2 separate regions of the Mus musculus genome follow, and region 1 is linked to region 2. The links are chromatin contacts, called in public Hi-C maps. All regions are on one chromosome and are shown on one strand. Each heading gives the region's core, a stretch centred on a gene start, on an enhancer-like site or on the middle of the called end of the contact. The rest is flanking DNA. Distances are from core to core; before and after follow the strand shown.

Region 1 (4,765 bases), core at 104-2,603, 130 kb after region 2:
GACAAATTGGTGTACAGGGTGAGCAAGAAGACAAGGATATTGATAAACATCCCATAATTTCCAGAAGAGCACCCTACACAAAGAATTATCCAGTCCTAAATGTTAGTAGTGCTAGCAAAGAATAAACCCAATTTTCTGCTTGAGAGATTAATGTCACATCCAAGCAGTCTCTTCACTGCACTTTATAGAAATTAAAATGCTAAAGAAAAAAGGCATAGGAATTAACTACCTAACAGGTATAGTTTTTTTTTTTTTTACCATAATTAACTTTGTGGAAATAAGGCAGTCAGATAAAATTTTTATCCATTAGCAAATTAGATATTTAGAATATATCTAATATATCTACCTGGGTTATACAATTATCTCAGCAGTTCTGCAAACTTTTAAACTCAATGGTACGTACTAGTAGCAAATATAAGTAACCAAGAGCACCATTATAATTTCTTCACCACCCTGAGCAGTCCCATCTGTTATATGCTTGGGAATGACTGATGGAGCATTCTGTGTTCCACATTCATATTTCCCTTACCACTTGTGTCAACCACAAGGGATGGCTTATTCATTTATAGCCCAGTAAATGCTAAGAATGGTTATTCGGTTGCACTAGAGTCACCCTGCTTGTAAGTCACTCCAGCATCTGCAATACTATTTACCCAGTCCTGTGAACCATGGCCACCTGCTGCATCATCCTTTTAAAAATGTCCTTTTAGTCAACCATAGTCCTTTCAAATATTTTTCTGTGCCAGCTCTGAGTGAAACAAGCAAAGGCTACAAGAATGCAGAAACTTCCATCCCACCAAGGAGGGTATTGAGCCACTATTCTCATGTGCTGGCTTCTTTGTTTCTTTGTTTGAATGTTTACCCATTCATTCAGTCAGTCAGCAGCTAGTAACTGTGAAGGACACCCCCTCCGGGTTCAGAGATGATCAGGTACAGGGGATCAGGGCACGTAGCCTGACTCATAGTTTAATATGTGAAATATTGTATGAGAACACAAGAAATTGCTGTCCCTTAAAGGTCTTAAGAAAAGGAAATGGTTAATGACTATAAAATGTAAATGAAAGAAAAAGAAGTGCAGGGAAGGAGAGGAGACAGAGTAGAACAAGATTATGACCACAGGACATGGTGAGGGCCCTGGTCAGGGTCAACCTAGCTGCTGCTGAGAAAAGCCAGGCCTCTGCAGAGTCCACCTTTGCTCCCAGGATGAGCGAAGGCTTGTCAGGCAGGGCTGTGTTGTTCTCAAGTGTAGCTGTCTTCCAGCCATGAAGCCTTTTCTCTCATTCCCCCTCTCACGCTGTGTGCAGCCCACGCAGAAAACCAGGAAAGTGAATTCTGGGCTGTCTAATCAGACTTGGCTGCATCGTGACAACGCTGCTCGTTTCAACTCCCCACACATGCTGTGGGGTTTGAGAAGAAGGCATCACTAGGAACAAATCAAGACTTGCAGATTTCCTTTGTGCTCCCTTGCCAGTGTCCCCTGCCTGTGAACTCATTAATCCACATGCTCTGGTTTATATCTTTATGCAGATGGTGAGGTGGTAGCTGGTTTAATCCCAGGCAGGGATGGTCAATTGGCTTCCCACTGAGTGAATTTTCTATTAAGCAGTTGACAAATTAGAGTCTCTTTCATCTAGGCAGGTGGCACCAAGGCAGCTCACAACAATTCCTCTTGAGTGCTGAAAAACAGCAGAAAGCAAGCATGCCCTGTTGCCAGAAAGTCACTGGCAGCCTTCTGTTGGAGGGTCAGTGATAACTTCCTTACACCATGGAAAACCCGCCCTGACATGATACAGCAGGGACTACGAAATTCTTGGCCAGCCCCTATGACCTAGCTCTAGCCTGACTCTCAAATAGTACAAAAGGTGCCTGGCCTTTAGTTCCAAAGACAATTCCTAAAAATGTGCCAAGCATTTTTACTAAATGCCAAGTGTTCATACATCCCATTTATTCAGAATCCATTTTCATTTCTTAATCATTTTCTACATGGGCTAAGTAGAATATACCCTGACTGGATTAGCTTTTTCCTTCAAGATGCATATTAGCACTAGGAACCACGCTTAATCAGGACAATTTTAAAGTATGTGTGCACCTATTGTGCCATACATGACTACACAAGAAGTAAATGTCGAGAACTCAGAGTAGTTGGGTGTGGATATGAGAAGGGACATTTGCTCACACGGAAAATGAAGAAACAAGGTTCCGAGTGTGACTCAGCAAGGAGTGTATGGGGGTGATTAGAGCAGTCAGTTGTGATTGCACGAGATGGTGTGGACAGGCTTCCTGACACAGAATTTGCCATCTGAGAGAAACCACTAGATGATACATGTTCTGGTACACACTTGGACTCAGTTTCCACTTAATGCTCTCCTGAGATTCCATAACTCTGAGCAGAATGCAAATGTAAGCGGTGGAACCCTAAGGGCAGTGAGGTGTTTTAGATGGGACACTTAAGACAATCAAACACTGCGAAAGCGTTCATTCCTTTTGCTGTCCCTACACCCTTCCCCTTGCTTCCAAAGCTGGAAACTGTTTCGCTTTTAAATAAAGTGCCCTCTAAAGAGTAGCTCAGCCTATTTCTGTAGAGATCTGGAAGAAAGTGTGCTGAACGTGAAAAGGCACTAATTATCTGTGACTAATCTGAGCTCACCCAGAGGCTCCCGAGGATCTCAGAGGACCTGCTTTTTCTTTGGCTCCTCCTACTTTGCTTTGCCAGAGCCTCTGCCCTTGGTAAGAAGATTTCCAGTCTGCAAGTACCCTCTTTCTCCTGGAGGAGGCGCTGCAGCTCAAGTTTTCAAAGCCTGCTCGGTGGCAGTTTTTCAAAGCTCCAGAGGGCATTACCAGAGTTTCACCAGAGCACTTTCGTTTTGTATTGAAAACTTCAAGGGACTTTTCTCCTCTTTTGCCCATTTTCAACTAGTAAATGGTTTGTAATTTTTGGATCCCCCCACCCCCGAATATGGTCAGTGTTAAGAAACATTTAGAGATCGAGCTACTATTTCTCTGAGGTTAAAGAAAAGTCAAGATGTTTCCTATACCACTTTTTGAACCTTTTTTTTGGGGGGGGGGGGCTTGGTAGACAAAGGTATCTCGCCTATTTCATGCAAGGACTATGTAGAAGCCTGGTCCAGGGAATAAATTGAGAACTATGTCTCTCTGAACAACATTACAGCGTGCCCTAATCTTAAGGCACCACTCACACCCAACTAGTGCCCTACAGGAGGGTTCTCTCTTTCTCTCCCTCCTTCCCTCCACTTTTCCCTCCCTGCCTCCCTTCCTCCCTGTCTCCCATTCTCCCTTCCTCCCTGCCTCATCCCTTCCCCACTCCCTTCATTACTTACTTTGGGAATTGAGCAATGTCTCTTTTGCAGTAAGAGGGAAACAGGCAGGCTGTCACGAACAAATGCAGGTGCTAATTAAATAATATGGGAACCTACAGACTTTGTGAAGTGGCTGCTTAAAGGGGCATCATAAGCAGGCAGTAAAGAAAAAGAGGTTTGTTAGGGATTTATTTAAAAAAAAAACAACTCTAAATCACATCTTTTAACTAGGATGTAGCAGTAGGAATAACATTATCAAGCCTCCAGACTTGATTTTGAGAATTCAAAAGTATTTCCATGTTCATTCTGCTTCATCAGTGCTGGAAGATCAGTTAGACAGGAGTTGGATTTGCAATTCATGCCTATGTGACTTCCAACTTCACAGGGTGGAAGATTGTGGGATGTGTTGTCATTTCCTGTCAGAGAAAGATAATTTTAAGCCTGGTTATGAAGTACATCTATTTAAGTTCATATGCAATAGGGGTAATAATCTTTTTTTTCTACCAATAATGTATCACGACAGATGTATTTAAAAAGAAATTAATTTCTGCCCATATTTAGTGTTTTCTTGCATCCCGTGTCTTGTGCTGGTGACCAAACCCAGGTCTTTTATGAATGCCAGTGCTCCATCACTGAGCTACATACCCCGATGCTTAGTAAATAAATAATTATAATTGTGCCAGCAAGATGGCTCAGTGGATAAAGACACTCACCACCAAGCCTGATAATTTGAGATCAGTCCCCAGGACTTATATGGTAGGAGAGAACCAATCCCCTAAAGTTGCCTTCTAACTGCTGCATGGTGAAGTGTGATGTATTTACTCACAAACATACACATAGGTAAAACAATGGAAAATCGTACTTCAGCACAGTATTCACATGCAAACACCAAAGCAACACACACACACACACACACAGAGAGAGAGAGAGAGAGAGAGAGAGAGAACATCCAGAATCATGGGAATTAGGCTGAATCACACACACACACACACACACACACACACACACACACACACACACACACAGAGAGAGAGAGAGAGAGAGAGAGAGAGAATCATGGGAATTAGGCTGAATGTCTTAATATCAGAAGTACTAGGTAGAAAACAATCGGTTTGGGGAAAGCTTTACTTCAGAATGTCCTAAATCACCATTCTATAAGTGAGCTCTTCTGGAAAGATTTCCATCATCACCAGCAGACAAGAAAGGTATCTTAGATTCCCTGCAGTATCATATACAAAGCTTGCTCCTTATTACCTGTCAGGAGGCAGAGAACCTGGGAGTCATTTTGTGCCAAATCCAATTCAATAATGAGCCAATTATAGACATGCTTCCACTGCCAAGAGCACGTCACTTCACCATCCCAGCTGGCTTCAGAGCCCCTGGTGGGCAGGAAGAGGGACACATGAGCCTAAATTGCTGATAACACTCTAGACCAATGGGGCTTCAAA
Region 2 (4,762 bases), core at 901-3,400:
TGTCTTCTGATGGCATTTTTTTAAGCCTGCCTGTTTTCTATGACTTGAAAAGACGACTGGCACACCTGTGCAGCAGAGGTTTACTGGGCTACAAAAACCAAGGGTAAGACAGCAGGATCAAGAGAAGGGAAAAGTTCAGAAAAGCCAAGCTCTCAGGCACTGGCAAGAAGGCTCAGCCAGTAAAAACAGTGGCTTTTCTTTCAGAGGACCAGGTTCAAATCCCAGCACTCACATGGTGGCTAAGGAAGCATTTGTAACTCCAGTGCCAGGGAATACTTCTTCTGACCCCTGAGGGCACTGAATGCATGCAGTGTACATGTACAGAGAAGCAGACAAAACAGCCATATCCATTTGTTCAGGCAAGGCTGCTTCCCATTCCTAGGCAGATACCGAATCAGTACCACGCCTCAGGAGCTGGTGCTTTTATGAACACAGGGGATGCCCCAGAAATTAAAACCACATCCTCCTCACTCACTTGACCTGCGACCGACTGTATGAGTTTGATGAGTTCTATTTATCTGGGATTCTTTTTTTAACATATGAAACATGAAGAAATCATGCGCTTTTTCTCTTGAGCCCCATCACCAAATCACTGTGGCCTGTGCTGCTAAGCACTAAAACCAAGTCCACTGCACTAGTGATTCTCAAGCAAATGTGCAGAGAAATGATCAGGGGAACCTTGTTAAGCTTCAGACTGTGATTTTACAGGGCAGAGGTGACACCTGAGAGTCTGCCATTCTAACAAGGGCCCAGATCATCCAAGTGTTGTTGGTCCTTGGACCTCCGATACAGTATATTATCTGGACGCATAATATAATCCTCTCCATAAGTTCAGGTGATCCTTTCAGTTGCTTTCCCAATTTAAAGACAAGAAATGGAGGCACAAGTAACGATCTGCCTAAGGTCACAGAGGTTAGAAAGTGGCAGAGCCTAGCTCTCTTAAGCTCGCTCTTCATAGCCTGGCATACCAACGTTTAAATATGACAAAGAAGCACAGGTGCCATTTGATTTTATTGTTTCCTAAGACGAAGTGTCACGAGGTTATTTTGTTTAAAAGAACACAAACATGAAGGTTTTACTATTTATGATTGTGATTTCCAAACCCTTGGGAATTTCTAAGCTCGTATTCCCCACCCCCACTCCATTCCAAGGATGTCTGAAACACGTGCTCAGACAAACTCTTGAAATTTCTTCTTACGATTCCAGCACCCACAACACTCAAAAAAAAAAAAAGCACTGTGTGCTCAGAGTGTGTGTGGTCACTGTGAAAAAGGGAGTGTAGGGTGTAAATAGAATTTGAATAACAGAAAATGTGGCTATGTAAATTCTTGCTACTTTAAAGCACCGCCTGTGGGTCAGCACTGTCCGTCCGTGGGCCAGAGAAACTGGCTGGAAATACACAATCTTAGCTTTCCTCCCAGATCTGACGAAATCAGAATCTAAATTTAAACTAGAACCACCGATGCTCCTGTGTACTTTCGAGTTTGACGCCAGTGATTTAAGTCACAATCTGATTTCGGTTTATCACAACACTAGCAGCGTCTCACGGGTCCTAACCTTAGCACAAAGAAGAACCACAAAGCATTTTCTTAAGCGGAAGTTTTCGTTTCTTTTCCTCCTTCGAGCCGTGCCTCCCAAGCCCGCCAGACTCCTCCCGGGAAGGAGCCCAAAAGCCGCAGGGACCCGGCGGCGCCCGCAATGCGGTGGCCGCCACACCCCTCCCCTCCCGCAGCCTGCCTGCCCTACTTTCTTTACTCGGTCGGACGGATGCGCCACGCGGGAGAGCGCACGCAGACGCGGCGGGCGCTCGGAGCGGCTCCCGGCCCGGCGCGGAGACTCCGAAGGGGAAGAGAAAAGGCCTTGGGCGACACAGGACCATGCGCACCAGCCCTGGACTCCGCCGGCTGGGGCCTGAGGCCTGAGGCCCTCACCTTCAACACCAAGTCGGCCAGGTAGACGGCAGTCCAACCACCCACCACCACCACCAGCAGCGACACCGGAATCATCGTAGCGACGGATGGACGGCGGGCCCCGGCGGCCTGCTTCTGCGAGCCCCAGTCAGCCGTGCGCCCGCCCGGAGCCTTCCAGCTCCAGCATCCGCGCAGGAACTAAAGTGCTACCGGGTTCTTTGCTCCGGTGGCAACATTTCCCTCCGGACCCTTCCGGTGAGGACACTCAGCCGTTTTTTTTTTTTTTTTTTTTTTTTTGTTTTGTTTTGTTTTTTTTTTTTTTTTGGTGCATATGCCGGAAAAAGCGCGCGGGCTTCTTTTCCTGGGACGCTCGGGCTCCGGAATGCTCGAAGCTCGGGTCGTCCGTCCGGCAGCGTGCTTGTGACTCATGAGGCTTGACCCTCTCTGCGCTCTGCCCTTCCTTCTCACTGATTTCCATCTCCGGTTTGTTGTGCTTTTCATATAGCCGGAGTTTGGGATTGTCAGAAGTACATACCCACATTTAAATTAATCACGTCTCGTTCTAACGTCTTTATGCACGGCAATATCGTAATGGAGGCCTCATTTGTTCATTTCGGTGTTTTGAAAACTAAATATCTGTCTATATCTTAATCGAAATACGTAGCATTTCTTTTCTTTCTATTTTTTTTAAAGATTTATTTATTTATTATATGTGAGAACACTACAGCTGTCTTCAGACACTCTGGAGGAGGGAGTCAGATCTCATTACAGATGGTTGTGAGCCACCATGCAGTTGCTGGGATTTGAACTCAGGACCTTCAGAAGAGTAATTGGTGCTCTTAATCGCTGAGCCATCTCACCAGCCCCATACGTAGCATTTCTATCCAGAGAATTTCTTTCTAGTTTCCCTTCCTACGTATTTCTGTCCCCTGCCCCGTTCTGATTTATTAATTAATTTATTTATTTTTAATGTTGAATTCTGCGTAAATAGAACCACACTGTTAAAATCTGGATTATTTCGCGCGACATTTTGTTTTGTAAGATTTGTCTATATAACTGGTCTTTATTTTAAGACAGGGTCTCACTATGCAATCCAAGCCTGGCATTCACTATACAGAGTAGGCTGGCCTTGAACTCTCAGAGTTAACCTGCACTTAAGAGTTGTGCATCAAAAATACCTGGCTGTTGATTAAAAAAAAAAAACAAAAACTTTCATCTAAGACTTGAGGAGCCGGGCGTAGTGGCGCACGCCTTTAATTCCAGCACTCGGGAGGCAGTGGCAGGCAGATTTCTGAGTTCGAGGCCAGCCTGGTCTACAAAGTGAGTTCCAGGACAGCCAGATCTATACCGAGAAACCCTGTCTCGGAAAAAAAAAAAAAAAAAAAAAAAAAAGACTTGAGGTTTGGGCTATTGCTACATATTGGAGTTCTAGACCTGGAAAAATGGCTCAACACGTAAAGGCACTTGCTGCCTAACCTGACTACCTGAGTCAGTCCCAGGGGGACAACATGATGAGAGAAACAGCCCTTGCAGGTTTTCCGTTGATCTACTGGCCTATAAAATAGGTTAGATGAAACTTTTAAAAATTGGAGCACTGACCATCTGTCTAGTGAACTAAAGTGTAGTTCTCAGCCTTGGTTGCACAGTACCTTCACCAGGGGCCTTTAAAGTCCCCCTGGTTTCTGGAGCCTGGACCAATTAAATGAGAAGCTCTGTGAAACAGACCCAAGGCTGTATCATTTTAAACGCAGTCCCATCTCTGTGTCCCCAAGTACAGATCCACCTAAGGACCCAGGACTTTGATACTCTGAGCTACACCCTCTAGCCATACGGCATTCTCTCTTTTTAAAAACAAAGTCTGTAACCCAGACTGGACTTAAAGCTCTACATAGCAGAGGAAACTTGTCCTCTTTTCTCCAATTCCTGAGTGCTAGGATTGATTACAGGTGTACACCTGTACCATGAAGCCGGGATTCACATAATCTATTAGCTATCCATAGGCTCTTGAAAAAGAGTGGTTTTGGTTTTGTAGCTAAAGTCGCCTTCAAGTTTCTGTAAAGCAACGTAGAAAATTGTTCTAGTATACAAGCCATAGGCGTTGTCTACAGTGAAGCTAGTTGGAAACTTATCCTTGATTCTCAAGAATAGGTGAACTTGGAGGCCTTATTTACGTATAGTCCTGCTAACAATTTCTCTTTTTTGGTTATATAGCCTGACTTTTTACTTGGTTCACTCAAATGGAACTACTAATCTGTAAACACCTTGATCTTGTGGCATAATGGGGTATTGTATTCTATGCCAAAGCTGTTGAGCAAGCACTGGAGTTAGAAAAAAAAGGGGGGGGCACATCGTCCGTTCAGTGACAGGCGCAGGGCACAGAGTTTTCCTTACGTTTTAATTACTTGGTAATATGTCTCTGGCTTCAGAAGTGACTCTGTTTTACCTCTGTTTGTATACATGTGTTTATGTGTTTTTATAAATGACTTGGATTTTTTTAATGTAGGTGAATATGCTATAAATGTTTACATTCAAGTACCCTGTGAATTCATAACTTTTTATATTTTCTTGGTGTTGTGTTAACCTTTGAGAATTTCTGAGGTGTGAATGCTAGCTAGATACTTACAAAATCTACTACTTGGAAGCTTATTTTTATTTTATACTTTAAATTTTAAATTTTAATTTATGGTAGTAAATTTTAAATAGTTAAATCTTTTAATCCCTCTAACAAAAAAAATGACAGGGATTTGGCCAAAATGAAAAGTTAAAATTATACTTACTGCTCAAAATTTCAAAAATTAAACACGGTTGAAATTTTATCTCCCTACTATTTTCCAAATGTTCTTTTGTATAAA

The links. A called contact is a pair of places that touch in the nucleus more often than the background predicts.
Region 1: a contact with region 2 is called in a Hi-C map of forebrain, with 4 times the contacts expected there. The contact joins the enhancer-like site here to the promoter of Mbtps2 in region 2. A contact is called at or near these places in 2 of 484 Hi-C or Micro-C datasets (cerebral cortex and forebrain) and 2 of 9 other capture datasets (adipose tissue and pancreatic islet).

The regions. Positions count from the first base shown.
Region 1 is chrX:157,729,383-157,734,147 of GRCm38.p6, forward strand. All of the region lies in intron 4 of Smpx (small muscle protein, X-linked), which reads left to right. Among named protein-coding and RNA genes, the nearest start is that of Gm15169, 28 kb to the right of the region's middle. Within about 2 kb of position 1,354, at least 17 of the 459 cell types and tissues checked have an H3K27ac peak or open chromatin away from gene starts, as enhancers often do. A contact at or near this core is called in cerebral cortex and forebrain, where this site is marked.
Region 2 is chrX:157,596,565-157,601,326 of GRCm38.p6, forward strand. Mbtps2 (membrane-bound transcription factor peptidase, site 2) reads right to left here and starts at 2,151. Exons shown (of 11, transcript NM_172307.3): 1 at 1,932-2,151. The coding sequence starts at 2,006.